2 separate regions of the Triticum aestivum genome follow, and region 2 is linked to region 1. A link is a contact called in public Hi-C data. All regions are on one chromosome and are shown on one strand. Each heading gives the region's core, a stretch centred on a gene start, on an enhancer-like site or on the middle of the called end of the contact. The rest is flanking DNA. Distances are from core to core; before and after follow the strand shown.

What was found. Hi-C and Micro-C count contacts between places; a contact is called where the count stands out from the background.
Region 2: a contact with region 1 is called in a Hi-C map of leaf, with 8 times the contacts expected there. The contact joins the enhancer-like site here to the promoter of LOC123077892 in region 1. A contact is called at or near these places in 4 of 5 Hi-C or Micro-C datasets (leaf, root and an unstated tissue) and 1 of 1 datasets of contacts at active chromatin or transcription factors (leaf).

The regions. Positions count from the first base shown.
Region 1 is chr3D:136,914,064-136,921,235 of IWGSC CS RefSeq v2.1, forward strand. LOC123077892 (putative ubiquitin-conjugating enzyme E2 38) reads right to left here and starts at 4,506. Exons shown (of 8, transcript XM_044500258.1): 1 at 4,273-4,506; 2 at 3,665-3,773; 3 at 2,777-2,803; 4 at 1,775-2,013; 5 at 1,633-1,696; 6 at 631-770; 7 at 391-528. The coding sequence starts at 3,737.
Region 2 is chr3D:137,059,494-137,066,665 of IWGSC CS RefSeq v2.1, forward strand. No RefSeq gene overlaps it. Among protein-coding and RNA genes, the nearest start is that of LOC123077892, 140 kb to the left of the region's middle. Within about 2 kb of position 3,123, at least 1 of the 8 cell types and tissues checked has an H3K27ac peak or open chromatin away from gene starts, as enhancers often do. A contact at or near this core is called in leaf, where this site is marked.

The DNA of each region.
Region 1 (7,172 bases), core at 3,256-5,755:
AGTTCTCTCTTCTCTGTAAGAAATAAAAACATTAAAGATTCGATTTAGTTAACTATGGTAGGAACTGGTTTAAACATAACACTGAATTTAGATGCTTTTGGATCTATGCAGTTTTTTCTGAATGCGTGTGAGCAATGTTCTAACCGTGAAAACTCAAATCTTCTTTCACAGCATGGAGACCACCAAAGACACCATTTTTACCCTGGCAAGAAATGAGGATTCTATACTGACCTTTGGAGGCTTATGAAGTAAATACAACATCAGCTTGCAGGTTAGGACAAATGCAGTCTGATTATATCCAAGGGAATGCTTTTCTTTAGAGCTAAAGATGACTGGCTCATTAAAGTATGGTTTATCATTCAACACAAGGCCCTGGATGGAGACCAACACCTGCAGCATGGTGGAATTTGACTTGCCCCACTTCTCAGATCCAGAACCTAACCAAGTGTTCAGCAGGCTGAGGCAAACTTTACCACTCTCATACAAGTTTGGATTAAGCCGAAGTCCACTCGAATGGAAATGAACTTTCTGTGCACATTGAATAGGTTTCTGTTAAGATATTGCAATTTTGGAAGACCAGTGTGAAGTGGTAAAAACAAGGGGAAGGCGGCTGTGAAGTGGTAAACATACCGGTGGACATCGCGGGTATTCAGGAGGAAAACAAACATCAAAGAAGAACAGACCATCATGATATGGAGTTCCAGCAGGCCCAACAATGGCAGCCCTAATCAGATCAATCCTATCTTCATAAACTCTAACATAAATAGATTCTGCATATTGAAACAAAATTCAGATCCAAGTGTTGTTAATACAAGAAATCAACTGATTAAGGAGCTAAAAGAAAGACTGCAGTTGCAAATATGAAATGACACATGTGTTGACACTAGGACCCCCCATACTACCCATTAGTTTAGGAGTTGTGAGTAGTTCCCAGTTTTCCCATTCATTTCAAATATAAATGATTAGTTTCTGAACATGATATATCCACTATGACAAGATAGCATAGAAAGGTGTCAACAATCCATTATGAGAAACTGTATGAAAGGGCCAATAAATGCAGAAAATGATGGTTGTATAGAAACAACAGTATATCCTTTGAAGTTTCTATAGTGGCAGTCTGTAGGACGTTAGTATAAACAAAAATAGCATCAAGGAATATTTAAATAATTTGAGCATGAATTGTGTCAAGTTTGAACTGAACAACCATCAAAACTTTCAGAGTTCAGCTACTCAAGGTAGAATGTACGGATACTACCTTGAAGTTAATACAAATTTAATATACTTTACTTTTAGCAGGAAAATTAATAAGATATAATCGGCATACACAAAGTGCAGAGAATGATGAATGATTGACTGCATGGAAATAATAGTACCATCCTTTAAATTTTATATAGTTAAAGTAGGGGGCGGGGGGCATTCATACGCACAGAAATGGATCATGATTTTTTTAACACATTGAGGCAAACATGAATAATGCCACGAGTTAATGTGGGAATCAACAGCCATTTTTAAAACTCCCACCCGTACAATCAAGTTAGAAGAATCAATGAACATATCGTTATCAAATTGACATAGTCTGATCAAAACAAGCATACCAATTTTATCATATAAAGATATTACATATGTACTGACCAGGTAGATCTCTCTGCAGAAGCTTCCATTCATTTTGGATTGTTTTCGCCCAATCTTTCGTGGTCTGGTCACAGATAGGAGGCGGGAAATTAGTTAGCAGTTGGGCCTAACAGAAAAGAGTTCAAGAAAGGACATAGCATACCTTCCCTGGTGAAGTCTTTGCATAGTGGTGGTCGGAGTAATCTTGAACAACATCAAACTGGTTAAATGACTTGTGATCCTCATTTCCAGATCCATGTCCTTCCTTTACCATCGATGAGATATTACTCGAACATTCAGGCTCGTCCTTTGGCACTGATAGCACCGTACCAGCCCCACTTGAACATGGATCCAAGAGACTGTGACTCGCAAGGATATTAAAAGTAGAGTGTGGAGCAGCACCTGAAATCCAGTAAAACGTTGACTAACGACGTATGCTGTCACCAAACATGTACATAGAAGTTTAGGCCAGAGATATAGAATGGGATTCCATCTGATGCAGCCTATACCGAGGTTCATTGCGACAATGCCTCTGTAGTTTTCAACTCAAAGTATTGTATTTATTTGTTGTGAATAAGGTATCATTACAACTGATATTAGTGTGAAAGCACATCTCTGTGGCAGGTTAAAAATCTACTGGTTCAATCTAGTAAGTCCAGTTACCTCAATTTTCTGTATCCCTGCACCCACCCCCCAAGTGATTGCGAGCTAGTTTCCATGTTAACTTTTGTGAAAGTTGGATGCCGTTCGAAGTAATCCTACAGTGTCAATAAAACTGGTACGACATGCATAAATTAAAATATATAAATAGCTGTGATTTCCTCAGGCTGCGAATACGACATGTATAATATATGCATGTAATTCAGTCCTCATTCTGTAGATCACCAAACTAATTGCTTCCTTATACATGTGGTTACAAATGTTTTAGACAATGGAAATACAACTCCCAAGTGGCTGCACCGCATTCAGTAAGACCATGAGTAATTTATTAGTCAAGATTTTCGCAACTCCTAGATCCATTTCAGGGCTTACTTTACTCAGTAGTGAGTACTCAACCAACTGAAAGTGTCATATGCATTTTCAGATAACTGCTGATAAGGTTTATATCTAATCAGAGGGCGCATATGGAACATTTCAAGATTTTACATTTGGCATGGAAGGCTACCTTGCGAAACAGGGTTGATGGACTTTCCTGCATAAAATGATTCATTCATTTGTTAGAAGAACATTGACGAAATAACAAAAAATCATTTATTTATTACATGATGGGTTAATTAATATAACAAACTTCAGACATTGTTAACCACAGAGAGACATGGATTCATAGTGCCATTTCACGTCTAACCAAACTAAAAAAACGGATAGGTTGGCTAGGAGGGGACTGGCCAACCAAGTAATATGGCAGTGTTAAGATTCAGTCCCATGCCAGCTTGCCCAACCCTGGGTATTCCTCCATAACCAAACTCTAGTAGCACTCTAACTACACCAGGATATCATTCTTCTTACTTTTCATGTGAAAATGCATGTCCCACATCACAATGTGGCATTTGCGGCGTGTCTCTTAACCATGTACCTCCCTCCGTTCCATATTACTTGTCGCTGATTTAGTATAAAGTTGTACTAAATCAGCGACAAGTAATATGGAACGGAGGGAGTAGTAAGATATCAACTTAGAACTTGTTGGGTTCCTAAGAGTTAATCCATGCGGTTCAGTAGTTCCAACACAAGCAAGACAAATTAGTGCAAATTAAACGTCCAACCATACCATCCTGATACAACTATCTAGACCACAGAGCAAGCAGCCAAATTAACTGAAGAATTTTATCCATTACAACTGCAGGGTAGATATGCAGTCTCCCTGCACCCGGAAAACATATTCATACCAGAGTTGCTGGAAGAAAGAGTGGCAACCCCATCGGATGAGAAAAACATTGAACAAACTAGGTTATTCTCTTGAAGCATCATTAAATGAACAAAGCTCGATCGACCATGTGAATCGATAGCAGTCTACCAGTGACAAATAAATCATGTTGGATCGGGAAGGGCAGATCACCTTTCTTCTTGGAATCCTTCTTCTTCTTCTTCTTGCCTACTCCAAACAGCTGGAGCAGCTTGTTCAGAACCATCCTTCAATGTTCCAATCCACCCCACACAAAAAGCACCTGAAAAAACATGAAGCACCAACGGATTTGAAACCAATTGCTGGAAAGGTGAATAAACATGGTAACATTCACAGTATAAACCATTTCCTCTCCAGGATTAACGACCATCGGAGAAAAGAAAAACACAAATTAAGCTCAAAATCTTGGGAGAATCGCCATGGCTCGAGGAGCTCTTTCTTCTTCCTTTTTCAGAAGAAGAAATCGGGCTCATCGGCCTCACACCGGCACTCCAATCTCAATCAGTGCATGAGGGATGCCATGGTAGGACCACAAACCCATGAATGGATAAAAAAGAAAGGATGCAGGCAAGGCCGTCAGGAACCAGGAGCAGGAGTATTCCCGCATCATCAGAACCCTTACAATGCGGCGAAGGAAAGGAAAGATCCCACGATTGCCACAAAGGAAACGAAAGATCAGCGCGAGAAACCCCAAAACGATCCCGGATTGCAGGTCAACAAGAAACGTAGCGGAAGGCGAGGAAAAAACAGACGAAACCAACCAGTCGTCCTTCCTGGTGCCTGCCGCTCGTGAGCCGGGTGGAGGTCGCACCGGGGGGAGGTCGGGAGGAAGGAGGTAGGGTTTAGTAGGCAGGATTTGCGGGGTGGCGCGGCGGGGAATGCGGGTGTCACACCACACGGATGGGGAGGGTCGGAATGTGCGACTGGACTCGACGGACGTGCCAGGGGAGGGACGAACGGCGCGGGTGGAACCACACCCAGATGGCACCTATTGTGTCCGACTGATCGAGACGGCGAGAAGAGATTTTTCCCGGCACGTTCGGTGGATGCCGATTCGGGGTCTCCGGCTACGTGACGGGTCGTATTGTAGGGGGCGTGTGCTGTCGTCCGGTGGAAATCCTGCTCGTTCTGGGAGCGGATCGCGGCGAGTAATGGCAATGGCAATGGCAAAGGCAGCGACTGATCTGCTGCCGTCTCGTGCCTACGCTCCCTGCCAGCTGATATGCTGGTAAATTCGTGCAAGTGCACACTGCTCCTTTCCGCGTATATGGCAGCGTGTCACATGCGCTGCGCATGCTCTGGCCTGGACTTTCGGCACCAGATCAGACCACGAATAAACACAATAATTTTTTTGATGGTGCCAATCATTCCTCCTCCGATTAAAAGAGAGCCAACCGCTACATCCATCAGCCATAGCGCCTTCCTAATTCCCATTGTATGGATACGGTAGTTCTTTCATCTATAAAACAGGATGAAAGCCCTGAGAGCATGACGCCTGCATGTGGTGTTTCCACCATTAGGGCCGATTGTGGAGCTCTCACTCTTCCTCCACCCTTGCGTAATATCCTTGAAGCGAAAACCTAAGACTTTGGTGCGGGTCAGGTCAAGCCATCGGGTCATTTCCACGTCGTCCCGCTTTTGGGGTGTTGCCTTCAAGGCCACCGTCCCTTTCACGCTCTCTTGGTGCTGGACTTACACAACATCGCACTCAGGCGGATGGCTAACTGATGGTGCGGGTGCGAATGTCATGGTTTGTTTCACATCCGGTGACGTTGTAGCTTATGTGGCAGTGATGATTGTGCCAAGAGGAGCAGGGTCGCGGCATGTCCTTCGTCGTCGGCCATTCAGCATGTTTCTAGGCATGAAACCGGATAGAGTCGTAGGGCGACGTGACAACAACGATGTCATGTGATGGTCAGGTTGAGCTATGTTGGTGCTACTTCTTTCTCCGAGGGGACTCGTCATTGAAGTGGGAGTTGGCCAGTCATGACGCGTTCGGTCGATTGTTTTGCATGGGTTGACAGGGTTCTCGTGTGTCACTCGTCTAATGGCTTTTGGTTGGTCGTCTGTGGTGAAGTTGGAGTCACTTGCTCGAGGAGAAACGATGACAATGACATTATAGACTATCTCGACTGCATTCCTCTCCTTGGCGGTGGGTGAGGATCTGGGGTGTAGTCAGATCGGTTGGATTGCCTTCATCTTGTGGGCATGTTAATGGTTCTCATCCGGTTTTCCGAAAATTACTTGCACAACTCTATTCTACTTGTACGACCGGTTGGCGTGCCCTGTCTTATGTGCATGTTCCAACGTTTTTCATTCAGCTTTCCGTAAATTAACTAGGCAACTCTCTTCTACCATTTTTAATGAATCATATACTAAGTTGTCAACTTACAGAAAAAAAAATCAAAGGATATATAACTGGGTAGGACATGGCCCTAACTTTCAAATCTGTTTAATATCACGCGTCACAACTAGTGACACTACTCGGTACTCATGACTTGTTTCTTTTCCTTTGTTTTAGCACATTATTAAGTTAAACCTGTTTTGGGTATGCCAAAAGCAGTTCCTCGTGGGTATTTTGCTCACAGTAAGTATAGGGGTCTAGGTGGAGGAGCCTAGAACGTACATGATAATTAGGTGGTGTACACATGATACGCCTATTTTGTATTACTATTTCTTATAATAAATTACTCTTTATTAATGATGTAAGTTCACCAATTTGCATGATTCTAGATGCATGTTTCCTCTTAATTTACATGTTTCCCCCAAAAAGAGAAATTGCCGGAAAGTTGTAGAAAAGGATCAAAACGAGGGCATGCAATTATTATTTCGAGCATAAAAAAGAACAAGAAACATATTTGCAATTGTCTCATGAGAAGAGGCCCAGCCTGTCTGGCACCTCTCTGGGAGAGGCCTATGGGGTCCTGATACGTCTCCAACGTATCTATAATTTTTGATTGTTCCATGCTATTATATTATCTGTTTTGGATGTTTAATGAGCTTTATTATACACTTTTATATTATTTTCGGGACTAACCTACTAACCGAAGGCCCAGTGCAAATTGCTGTTTTTTTTGCCTATTTCAGTGTTTCGCAGAAAAGAAATATCAAACGGAATCCAAACGGAGTGAAACCTTCGGGAGAGTTATTTTCGGAACAAACGCAATACAAGAGACTTAGAGTGGACGTCAAGCAAGCAACGAGGAAGCCACGAGGCAGGGAGGCGCGCCCCCCACCCTCGTGGGCCCCTCGTGGCTCCACCGACCTACTTCTTTCGCCTATATATACTCATGTACCCTGAAAACATCCGAGAGCACCACGAAACCCTATTTCCATCGCCGCAACCTTTTGTACCCGTGAGATCCCATCTTGGGGCCTTTTCCAACGCTCCGCCGGAGGGGGAATCGATCACGGAGGGCTTCTACATCAAGACCATAGCCTCTCCGATGATGTGTGAGTAGTTTACCATAGACCTTCGGGTCCATAGTTATTAGCTAGATGGCTTCTTCTCTCTCTTTGGATCTCAATACAAAGTTCTCCTCGATTCTCTTGGAGATCTATTCGATGTAATTCTTTTTGCCGTGTGTTTGTTGAGATCCGATGAATTGTGGGTTTATGATCAAGATTATCTATGAACAATATTTGGTTCTTCTCTGAATTC
Region 2 (7,172 bases), core at 1,873-4,372, 140 kb after region 1:
CAGAGCAAAAATAATTGCTTACTGTGGCGTGTGTGCGTATGGGGCATATGACCAAGAATTTTTTTGCTTAACATGGATGGCGGTTGTAGACTATGGGTCAACCCTTATCCCCCCCTCAGCGATCAGTTCAGTCATGATATTATTTGTTTGACTTTTAATATTTTTGGATATGTGTCTTGTTGTTTATGTGCATTTTACCTATATAATGGTCGGGCTTGAACTCATTATATTTGAAAAAGAGTGTATATAACTCCTCAACTTCCGCATTTTGGTTACATCACCCTCCGATCTCTAAAATCAGGAACTTACGCCATGTTCGGCAACGCTCCGCTCCGCAGCTCCGCGCCGAAGCGGGGCGGGCCGCAGCCTACTTTCTTGGAGTGGCCGAAGGGTCGCTACATGCGCTCCACTGTGAGTTGGATGACTGCCGAACAAGGCTTTAATACATTGAGCTGTAAAAACAAGACAACTCTCCCTGAGTCACCTTCGAGAAGTTTGACCATGGTTGAAACATTGACTAGTGATAGGTGATCCCCACATCATCGTACCTCCATGTTCTAGCCCCAGTGCCCCACTCCTGGAAGAGCCACCGGGCAACGCGGACGCCCCCAACCCCCCCCCCCCCCCCCCCCCCCCAGCGCGCTTCCTTCGAGCATTATTGATTTGCTGCTAGCCAAATATTGGCAATACTAACACTTGTCAGCTATTGGCAACTTTCTGTGAGATGGCGAGACGACTCAGAAATCAATCAAGTAGTAGCCAATATTTGGCACAATGTCAAACATTGGCATGCCAATTTTTGACACCAAACTAATTATGCTCTTCATCTCCTTGTCGATTCCCTAGATCTCCCGCGCCCTCTACCGCAGTACCCGACTGAGGGACGAGACTTGCCTGCTCCCCGCGCGTGTGCCCATCCGTGCTCCCGCATACGTGGCTTGATTTGATTGGAACAAAATAAGGCCCGGCCCCACCCTCTTAAAATCAGGGGGGAGATGATTAGATTACAAAGGAAAAAGGGAAAAAGACAACCGTAGGATGAGGTGGGAGCACGGATGGGACCATGAGGAGGGAGCATGCAAGCTGGATCCCCGGCTGAGCAAGGGTTTGCTTGAGTCTAAGAACTCGTAATTAAACACCCCGCAGCCGTGCGCACCCTCTCCGGTGCCTCCGTAGGACGCATCCACCTCACCGGCGAATTCATCTGCACTTCCTCGATGAGACCGAGCCACAACACGGCGAGCAAAACCAGCACAGGAGCGGCCTTCCCCGCCCAGTGCCGCCTCCCAGGAGTACGTCTGCGGCCGGATGCCAGCACCCAACACCCAGCACCCGAGCACAAGCGTCGATGTTTGTCCCAGCTCAGACGGCGCAACCGCGCAAGAGACTACTCGACCACGTGTGCCTAAGAGCATCTCCAGCCGTTTGCCCCCCAGGAGGCATTTTTTTCGCCTCCTGGGGGGCTGCCGGCGAGAACTTTGGCCTGGGGGGCCAAACTTTTCCACTCGTTGCCTCCCCACGAGCAGTGTTGGACTCACACAAACGGAGCGGCATTTCGTCGAGCACCTTGACCGCGGCGGCGTCGACAACCTCCAGCCAGCGGAGGAGCGCGAGCGTCGACGGGGAAGGAGACGCGCCTCCACCTCGTCGGGTCCGTCGAGCTGCACGGGCTGGAGACGCGCTGCTCGCCGCCTCGCCACGTGCCGGAGATGGAGATGCAGCTCGCGGCCGTGCTCGCCACGCTCGCCCTCGGCGGCGCGCTCGTCGTGCTCTTCTTCGGCAAGTGGTGGCAGCCGCTGGCCGACGGCGACAAGCGCGTCAAGGAGCTCGACGACGCCGTCGAGGCCCTGCTGCAGCTGCGGGCCGACGTGCTCAGGCAGCTGCACGGCGCGCCGGAGCCGGAGCAGCCGCGCGCGTGGCTGCGGTGCGTGCAGGACGGCGCGCGACAGCCAGGGCGAGGCGCGCGGCGAGCGGTAGCGGCAGGCGGCGAGCTCGAGCTGGGCTGCGCGGTGGCCTGCGAGGGGAGGGCGAGAGGAGGCCGCGGAGGCGCGCCCCCTGGCGTGCGGTGGCGAGGAGGAGGCGACGGCGGCCGGCCGCGCGAGCTCTCCACTCCGGCAGCGCAGGAACTCGAGGCTCGGCTTGCCGAACTTCATGCAGTTCTGGTGGCGCGTCCGGTTCGTGTAGTATCAGGACGAGCAGGAAGGCCACCGGCGCGGCAAAAGCGGCCGACCGCTTTGGAGAGGACGGGCGGCTCTTACTCTTGTGGGACTTCATGGCGGGGCAGCGCGACGACGCGGATGGGCCGGCGTGCGGGCCGACGCAGGCGCGCGGGGACGCACGCGACACGGCCGAACCAGGCGCGCAGAGCGGGAGCAAAGAAGCGTGGATGCGCTGCCGAGCGCGGCCATCGCGACGTGGTTGAAGGAGCGGCGACAGGGCCGGGGGCGACAGCAAGTCGGCGGCGATGACGGGCAGCTCTGCTAGGCGCCTCTACTCAACGGCGCGAGCGACGAAGAGAGAAGAGAGCTTCTTGCATGCTGCATGCGGTGGGCCTACGCAGGAGAAAGAATGAGAGAGGCTGGCAGTGGGCCTTGCAGCAGCTAAATACAGCGCCGGTGCCCCCAGCTGAACACCAGCTTTCTGCGTTTCTGTTGCCAGCGCCGGCCGTAGTTTTCGCTAATACCGGCGCAAAACGAGGCCGTGGGAGTACGGCTGGGACCGTTTTTACCCGCCGGCGCTGAAAATTTACTCCTGGGAGGCTTCCTGAGGGACCTAGTGGAGATGCTCTAACTGCAGCCGCACACATCGTCGCTCTCGGCGATTCCCTGGCCTGTTTGATCTTCCGTTGGCTTCACTTGTGGGAAACAAAGCGAGCGTGATTGAAGCCCCCAAGGAAAATGGATGGGCAGATGCTTATAAGGACGCGATCACTTGTTCACGTTGATGTCGTACTTTGTCCTCGCCGCGACGGCATCGTGATGCCGATGCCGATGCCGACCGATACGCGCGGAAGCAGCTAAACACTCCGCCGTTGTTGCTGCTAGGCCTCACCTACTACAGCCATCCCCATCTCCTGGATGAAAGGGTCAGAGAGCCGCGTATGCGTCTGGACTATTGATTCAGCAATTATGGTACTGAGTTCCTGATAGGAATAAATGCCCAAGGACCTGGACCTGACCGGCCGTTCCGTGCTCCGCGGCCTGGACCTGAGCACCATTTGTAGCCTCAACGACATGTGTGTCACCAACGACATCCTGCGGCTAGCCCTTGTGGTGGGAGCCACGGTGCTCGTGAGCGGAGCCTGCGGCTCAGGTGCTGGCTGGTTATCATGACCGTGTGAGCGGTGTGGTGGCCGTAGTACGGCGTGCGGTGGCGGTGATGCAGCAGGTGTCCTTGCGAGTTGCGACTAGCCATACTTCGTCTTGAAAAAAAACTCGACCAGTAGGGGGAGAAGCCCCTACTGATTTTTTTATTAAAGAAGATGTGAGACCCGGTGTAAGAACCGAGGTTCGAACCCTCGCCGGCTGGGTGGCAACACTACACCCTGACCACTGAGCTGAGACCCCTGTCTTCTCTTGTCGGGGTGAAAACCTGCTCTGGCTATGGTCAGACTGACGGCGTCGGCACATCTGGGCTTTGTCTCCATTTTGAAGGCGGCGTCGTGGTTAGTCCTAGTCCTCCATGTGCTTCGAGGGAAACCCTGATATTTGGATCAGGCGATGGCAACGCTCCAGTGTCGTGACATTTCTGAAGACGCTGCTTTGGATTTTATGGTTCATCATGCCGCAGCTTCTCCACTTCGTGGTGACTAGTTCACTGTTGAGTTCTTGGGCCACTTCAAGCAGTCCTCACTTTCCCACCTGCCATTTTCTTGGAGTTGTATGGACTGATGTGGACGTGTAGTTGTTCTCCAGCATCCTTTGTATCTTGCCTTGTGTGCGTGGCCAAAATTGACAAATTTGACCTATGAACGAAATCAAATCACAGAATGAACTGCCCGTGAAACTATTTCATGCGGCTGACCTTTTTGTGTGACGCCCGACACGAAGGCGCCACACTACACTGTGCAACGCCTCACAGATAGGCGCTACACGCCTGGCCAGCGTCACACCCGTGTGATCCGAAAATTACTAAGTCAGTGTGCAGCGCCCGAGAGCTAGGCGCCACACTATATAGTATAGCGCCTAGCTTCTAGGCGTTGCACTAGTGGTTGCTTCATTTTGTAGTGCAATCACTAGTGCAGCGCCTGAGAGCTAGGCGCCACACTATACAGTGCAGCGCCTAGCTCTTAGGCTCTGCACAATGACTTAGCAATTTTTAGGCAGTCTGGCGTGCAACGCGGGCCAGGCATGTAGCGCTTATCTGTGAGGCGTTGCACGGTATAGTGTGATGCCTTCGTGCCGGGCGTCACATAAAAAGGTCAGCCGCGTGAAATAGTTTCACGGACAGTTTATTCTGTGATTTGATTTCGTCCACAGGTCAAATTTGTCAAATTTGCCGTGTGCGTGTGTAATGATGTGAGTTTTATGGCTAGGTTGTATGATGATGATGCAGAGGCAGGGTCATTCCCCTTTTCGGAAAAAAAAATATGGCTAGGTTGTATGATAGTTGTTGCTTTATATGTAATGTGCGAGAAAGAATGTTTTGGCAAGTTTTTGCTGTTGGACGTTCTGTTGTTGGGCATGCTGCTCTTGGCCTCTCCAGCAACCATCCTGGTTTGTCGACCGCGAGAATGGGGCCGCTATTCTTCCACATGGCGAGGCGGAGGTCGTCGCAGTCAGACCACATGATGTGCGGCGGATCGGAAGTCAACGCAGCCGGAGAGGATGATGTCGAAGGTGGTAACGGCGTTGCGCATGAGGTAGAGCTTGCTCCGGCGTCGCGCTCGGGAGAGAAGAGCTTGCGTGTACCCAGCTCCAAGGTGGCCATTTAAAAAGAAATCCTTTGACTATTCGATACCAGATGGGCTAGGGGGTGATGTGGTTTTTGGTAGTTTGGAGGATTAAAATTCGGGGTTTGGAGTTCTAATGGGTGATGTAGCCAAAACATGAAAGTTTAGAGGGTATATGCACTTCTTTCGTTATACTTGTATCTTATGAGTTATAGAAGTACCTTTATCGAGGAAAAAAGTGCAGTGACTTAAGAAATAAGAGCACACCGCGACAACCATAAACTGAGTTCAAGTGGGTTGCTTAAAATAGTTTTTTTCTCAGGAACATTCAAGGAGAACCACCTCAAAATGGAAGCACATGCTGATAAATTCTGGCAATCCCTCACAACTTTATTTATCTCAACAAATCTAAGCAGAACATGAGTACACACTTGGATCCACAACGAGCTGAAAACATGTACGCGCAACAAACGAACATAATTCAAGAACATAGAATGCTAAGAGAACTAGAAACAACTTAAGTAAACAGGCTTATATAGCCTTTGAACCAACATATATACTGCTAGATTGCTAGTTGTTGATCTTCCCTTTGTTGCCTATGCCGGGACTGTTCCCAGGCGCCGTCCCCCGGGATTCCACCGTCGTCGCGGTCGACATGGCTTCGCCGTCTAGCCCTTGTGCCCCTGCTATGCTAGTCTCACTTGAAGTTGCTCTCAAGCTTCGGCTGTTACTTTCCAACGCGCCCCATGGCTCCTTCCCCTTGCTCGCCACCGCCACCACTGTCGCAGTTGTGAGCCGCCTGGCCTCGGCTTGGATTGAGCTGAGGATGATGATCAGAATGCAAGTGCACAGAAACTTTGAGCGAGCCATGTGAGAATGCTAAATAAGAGTGGAAGGCAAAAGGCCACTGTGGTTTAGCTCGGTGGGCTCAATGCTTCTGCCGCTGGTACTACTACTCTGGTGCTTCTAGGGGATCATGTGAGGTGAGGTGCCTGCACACCGTTCTATATATATAGTGGAAAAAGTGTACGTAAAAGCTCGAGGGTTTAGCGGACGAGCAATCGAGCAGTACTTTTCTTCCGATGCTAATGATGCTTGCACACAAGTTTTTTCTAAGAAAAAAAAGTTGGCAATGTATAAAATTAGGCATCGCAGATGCCCACATACAAGCACATACAGCCATCCACGCGCACTCTAGTCCTATGAGCACCTCTAAATGCTGAGCCAACATCACATGTTGAGATTGATGAAGTCACCAGAAAAGCCTCATAGTCGAAGCAATGTCTTTTCTCACTGAATGAACATCGCCGTTAAGCGAGCAACAATGCCAAGCCTAGGACTTGAACCTTGATGAGTTGGTTCCACCACAATGAATCTAACAATCTAAGTTACGCTGAATTCGCCAATTAAGCATTTAGCTGTTGAGTGGAGATTCATGTTTAATGATTTATATATGTTCTAGGAACAAATGACGACGGCCCCACGAAGATACTACAAGCTAGTGGAGATTTTTTTGTGTCTCGTCAACTGTGCACGTAATTTGACAGAACATACTCACTTAAATTGTTATGCCATGCAGGGAAAACAACGGATTCACGCCTTTTAGTGAAAAACAATGGAAATGATTGTACGGCAGAATAAGGGAATCATCACCTTCGTTGGACCACAGGAGTTGTGTTTAATTTTGTATATATTCAAGTTTTGCTCGCATGATCTTCACCATTCATCAAACCATCTTTTGACCAGCTAAGGATATTAGCCATACATATGTAAAGAGATCACCGTTCATCATTGTACAAATCTGCCATTAACGGCAGGACCTCTCGTGATGGCTCCTTCACGATGGCTACATAATTTTCCTACCATCCAACAAAAGTACTAAGATTCCTTGTCCAATTGTCTTTGTCTCCCTAAATTTTAAATGGTCGGATATGTTTATGGTAAGGACAACTGTACTTGTAAAATCAACAAGCACATACTGCTATCTGTGGTGCGAGAGAGCATCATTTGCTGCAAATTTGTGTGGTGGTGGATGGAGATGTGTCACTGTTGTTGTCGGAAGAAGGAATGCATAACAAAAGTTTGAATTATTATAACTGTAGAATACCTTCAATCTGAATAAAAAGGGTGGTATGTAAACTAACATTGAGATCACATTGCAGATCCTCCATGGGTTCATTTCTTAATTACCGAAAAAGGCTTTCGTCCCGCTTTATAGATAAAGGCAACTGCCAGAGCCACACATGATACAAATGTTCACGCAACACACACACTGAGACTA